2 separate regions of the Urocitellus parryii genome follow, and region 1 is linked to region 2. The links are chromatin contacts, called in public Hi-C maps. All regions are on one chromosome and are shown on one strand. The core of a region is the stretch at or near the end of the contact, and the rest is flanking DNA. Distances in the headings are between cores, read along the strand shown.

What was found. Hi-C and Micro-C count contacts between places; a contact is called where the count stands out from the background.
Region 1: a Hi-C map of muscle shows a contact between it and region 2, with 2.6 times the contacts expected there. The contact joins the promoter of Spidr here to the promoter of Ube2v2 in region 2. A contact is called at or near these places in 2 of 2 Hi-C or Micro-C datasets (liver and muscle).

The regions. Positions count from the first base shown.
Region 1 is chr7:81,443,661-81,446,360 of mUroPar1.hap1, forward strand. It overlaps Spidr (scaffold protein involved in DNA repair), which reads right to left and starts at 1,269. Exons shown (of 20, transcript XM_026395186.2): 1 at 1,198-1,269. The coding sequence starts at 1,233.
Region 2 is chr7:80,789,565-80,792,264 of mUroPar1.hap1, forward strand. It overlaps Ube2v2 (ubiquitin conjugating enzyme E2 V2), which reads right to left and starts at 1,430. Exons shown (of 4, transcript XM_026395189.2): 1 at 1,375-1,430. The coding sequence starts at 1,390.

The sequences.
Region 1 (2,700 bases), core at 19-2,518, 650 kb after region 2:
GAATGTTCCTATTCTCTAAAACCAATACCATCAAGTTTTATATGTCTTGAAAATCTGAATAAATGATGGCAATTAGAAAATCTTTGGCTTTTAGAGAATACCATTTCAAATAGTGTACACCAGTGATACCTAACAGAACTTGCTGCAATGACATAAATGTTTTGTATTGTGCTGGATACCCAGAAGCCTCTGACAACATGTAGTTACTGTGCATTTGAAATGTGGCTAGTGGCTGGGTGTAGTGGTGCAGGCCTACAATCCCAAGTACTGGAGGCTGAAGCAAATTACACACACTAGCCTAGGCAACTAAGACCCTATGTCAAAATAAAAAAATAAAAAGGATTGGGAATGTAGCTCCTCCCTCCCCAGTTTGGCAAAATAAAATAAAATATAGAACATGGCAGGAAGACAGCAAAGGGAAATAAATGAGCAGTTGTAAAGACTAAAAAGATTAGGGTAGCAACATCAGGGACACTCCAAAAGAAATACAAGCAGGTGGCAAAAAATCAACACTATGACCACCACAACTGATAGAATAAAAATGATGTCCTCATGAATGCAGTTGCAATCATTTCACATATCGTGCCTGTTACATAGTTGCTACACACCTACTTCGTGCCTACAAACTGTGCAGGGTGCTGGAATACAGACTGGAAGCACTTAACTCCAGATTCCTCTCCCACTGGCAGAAAGAGAAAGTTTCAGAGGAAATTTAGGAACGACAAGAAAAGTAGCAACACGAAAAACTGGCAGAGGCATGCCGATATCCACTGCTGTCTTGGTGCGTTCGTTATAGGAATGAATCAAAAAAAAAAAAATTAAAAAGAACTTCTAGACACCAGCGAGGAAGAATATATCTCACTCACTAGTTCCCAACTCAAGCCCCAGAAGCCCACTCCGTCACGCCCACCGCTGCCACCCTCGCCTTTCCCACAACAGGAGTAGCGCACACAATCCGGGCAGAAGAGCGACTTGGGGGCGGCGGCAGCAGCACCCGCACGCAGACCCGCCCGCCGCGGCCTCGCCCGGGCTCCAGCTCGCAGGCTGGAGTGCCCGCCAGCCACAGCGCCCACCCTCTAGCCCAACCAACCGGCGTTCACGCCTGCTGAGGACTAAACCGAGCTGCCACCGCGGGCCAGCGCTTCCCCCTAGCCACACGCGAAACCGCACGGTCTCAACTCCCGCCCCACCGCGCACCTTATGACTGCGAGGGCGGCCGCCGCCGCGAGGCATCTCCACGCGCGCCGCCTCCCTCCTCTCGCTGGTACCGCCCCCCCGAACGCGCGCGCGCAGATTCCCAGTCGGCACGCCTCACTGCGCGCTGCGATTGGTGGGCGTTCGAGCGCAGGGCGGGGCTTCCTGGCGTCCCGGCGCTTTCCGGGGAGCTACTGGGCGTCCGGCAGGGGTACTTTATTTCGGGAGGGGGAAGCGTTGGCGGCGCTGCTTCTCGAACTTCTTTCCCGGCTCTGAGTCCGAAGCGTCTGGAGCCCGTCGTTGGCGAACCGCTGCGCTCACCGTTGGGTTTCTTAGAAGAGAGCTTGCAGACAGGATCGTGCAGTGTTGACTTACGAATTGTGTTGTCTGGCCCAAACTAACCTTAAGTAAACATAAAATGAAAACCCCAAGTAAGCTGTGCCTTGAATAATCATTCTTAAGGAGCAGCTGTAGCTGTTAGTGTATTGGGGGGTGTTATTTCCCGATATATTGGGGCGAGGGAAAGAAACAACTTCCAAATATTAAAGAGTAGAGAATCTTCAATTTATGAGACGTCAAAATCAAAGAGACTTGTTAAAACACGGGCCTCTGGATTTCCCGAGTCCTGTAGGTCTGGCATATGGCCATAGAACTTGTAGATTTCTAACAAGTTCCCAGATGCTGTTCCAGGGATCCCTCTAGAAGTGAATATACTGGTGTCTCAACACTTTCAGAAATAGTCTTGAAACTAAACACAATGGGAAGGAGGCCTGGGACTGAGTAAAAACAAAATTAGGTTTGTTTAAAGTCTGAATAGGAAGATTCTGTAAAGAAGTTATTCGTTGTAGAAAAAACTAAATTGATAATTTTTAAAAATTGAGAAAGTGTCTGCCTAGGGAGGAGGAAAGGATTCTTACAAAGTTGTATTCTCAAATGGGACATAACTTCCCTATGTTCCTATGTGAATATGCCACCAGTGAAACTCCACATCATGCACAACCACAAGAATGGGATCCTAATTACAAGTATATATGTATAATAATATGTCAAAATATGATCTGTATGTCAAAATACACGGTACTATCATGTATATATAAAAAGAATGAATAAAAATTTAAAAAGTTATATTTTTAAAAATATGCAGAAATGGAGTTTAGTCTGCTTTAAAAGCACTTTTTCGTATACCTCAAAGAAGACATTCTTTGGTGGTGTTTCACACTCTCCATCTTTTTGCCTGGTCCTCATTCTTCATTATCTCCTGTTTGAAATCCTTTTATATAGTACTCACTCTAAAATAGTTTTAAAAAATGAAAGAAAAAAGTGTTAGCTTTAGCATGACATTGTTGTTATACTAATACTATCAGCACTTCCCAATATAAACCAGATACTAAAACTATTTTGGGTTTGAGACTACTGAGACTCAACCAAGAAAAGAGATTTGCCATTGCTGCCTCAAACTAGGCCTTTCCATCTTACTGTGTGTAGGCCTTGGCTCTCAGTTGCAAA
Region 2 (2,700 bases), core at 180-2,679:
ACATGTGGAAGGCACTGGGTTTGATTCCTAGCACCACATAAAAATAAAATTTTTTTAAAAAAAGGTATTGTTATCTATCTACAACTAAAAAAAATATATTAAAAGGGGAAAAAAAAAACCCTTCACTTTTAAAATAATCTTTCCTGGCCAGTGTGGGGCTTGGGAGGCTGAGAGAGTAGGATTGCAGGCTCAAAGCCAGCCTCAGCAGGCACTAAGCAACTCAGTGAGACCCTGTCTCTAAGTAATACAAAATAGGGCTACGGATGTGGCTCAGTGGTTAAGTGTTCCTGAGTTCACTACCCAGTACCAAAAAATAAATAAATAAATATTCCTTCCTTTGCTGGTTAATACTGACACCAAGAATATTGAAATATTTTTCCAAGGCTAAAATTGCTAGATTTTATCATCAATGACACCTACACATAATAAAGATGATTTAACAGACACAGAATGTACTGAGGTAATACCCTAAAAGTATCAATCACGACACACATTCAAATCCTTTCATTTTAGCACACAGATTTGAAATTTCTTTTTATTATGCAATGATGGCATGAAATATTAAATCACAGTTCTATAATCTAGTTTGGAAAAAGAATAGCAAATAGGTCATATGCGCTATCACTTTTAAACAGTAACACCTAACACTTGTAATTAATTATTTTTGAAACAGTCAAATATTTAGAGCCTCCATGTTAACACTTAATTTCAAACTCTGCATTCCTGAGAAACCAAACATTGCATTCAGTACCAGAGAGAAGTTGCAAAGCTTATCTAAGAAACCACTTGTTCAATTATGTTTCATTTTGGTCTGGTTTTGTTTGCACTGTAGCTCTTCAATGAAATGAAAAATTTTAAAAAGGATAGTATGTATTCAGTCAGGTAAGAAGAATCCTCTCTCCTCCTTCTTCTGAAGAGCCATCGTCCTCTCCTCCACCCACGTCAAGGAGAGTCCTGGAGAACCAGACCTCCCAACTCGACCCAGGATGTCTCTCAACGCCACCCACCTACGGTGACCAAGGTTGACACCCGCCCACCTTGGGCCTCGCCGCCTCTCTTCCCCCAGCGCCTTCCATCATCACCCCGCAGGGCCCTGATTCTGCGCCAGCGCGGGGGGCCACCCCGCCACCGGACAAGCGCGCGACCGACGCGCGAGCACGACCCACCACCCCCGACGGCCGACCCGGGCCCTTGGCATCCGCGCCGGTCCCACCCGATCCCTCCCCAGTCCCAGGCTTCGTTCCAGGGGAGCGCAGAGTTCAAGAGAGCGCACTCCGACTTCTCCTACACGGACAGCACCCCGCCGCCAGGAGCGGGCGAAGGGGGAGAGCCGGGTCAGAGCGGGAAAGCAGACAGCCCGGCCCAGGAACCGACCTGTGGAGACCGCCATCTTCTCCTGCAGCCCGACGCAGCCGCCCGCACGCACGGGACGTGGTTCGTCACTTCCGGGAGCACGCCGCCGAGTCCACGTCACCATGGGCTCCACCCCCGGCGGCGGGCGCTGCTGGGCCCCAGTGAAGGCTCTGCCCGGGGGCGCTGGGAACTCGGCCCCCGTGATTATAGTTACCTCAAAACACTAGGAGAGGGCTGGCAGACAAAGATGAGTCAGTCTCCATAAAATAGAAAAAAGAAAACGTGTTAAAAAGCGTGTGCAGAGCTGGGGTTGTGGCTCAGGCAGAGCGCTTGCCTGGCACACGTGATGCCCTGGGTTCGAGCCTCAGCACCGCATAAAAATAAAAAAGATATTGTGTCCACCTGTAACTAAAACATAAATATTTAAAAAAAAAAAAACGCGTGTGCAGGAGGGCAGCAGTCTGCCATGTGATAGCCAAGAGGCAGGTGCAGAGGGCATCTAAAGAAATGTGCAGCTAGGGAGAACACAGATTCTCGATCCTATAGAACCTTGAAAAAAGAGGGGGGACCCTCAGTACTGTTTCATATTCATTGATTATCGAAATGATATTTGAACAAAGTTGAATTTGACGTGTTATTAAAATAAAAACCTACACAAAGTATGTGCATCAACAATTGAAAAATTGAGTTGGACAGTAAATTTGAAGAACCCCTAAGAAACCAATTTATTGTATTTACTTGTATACACAATAGTGAAAATTATTTAAACGTATGACTAACCCTAAAAACATCTTTCAAGAGGAATAAGCTAAAATTTCTAAGCAATCATTATGTCCTTCAAAAAGCAAAGATGGCCAGTGAGGAGGTTGAGGCAGAGCCAGAACAAAGGAGCATGGTGAGGGTCTTTTGATGATGTCAACTTCCTGGATGAGGAAAGTGCTCAAGGACACAAGCAAAGGACCCAATCAGACAGACCCTTATGTATTCCTGCTACTAAGTGGGGATCCAATATAAAAAACTAAAACAGATATGTGGACAGAAGGGGCACCAATCATTAATGTTGAGGACAGAGAGGACAAGGAGGAGAGAAGAGAAAATTCGGAAACAGTAAAAAGAATGGACCAAAACTCCCCCACTGGGTTCCCAGCTCCCTGGCCTCTTCTCTTCAGATAAGTCTGTCTCTGTCACTTTTGCTATAGCTGCTTCTTGCTTGCTGTCTCTGTGTTCTGTTCTTCAAGTCTTTGCTGAAGGGAGACAAGGAACCCAGGACTCCTAGATGGTAACACTACCAGTAGTTTGCAACAGATCTGGGAATCTAATGCAATTTTTTGTTTGTTTGGGGGGTTT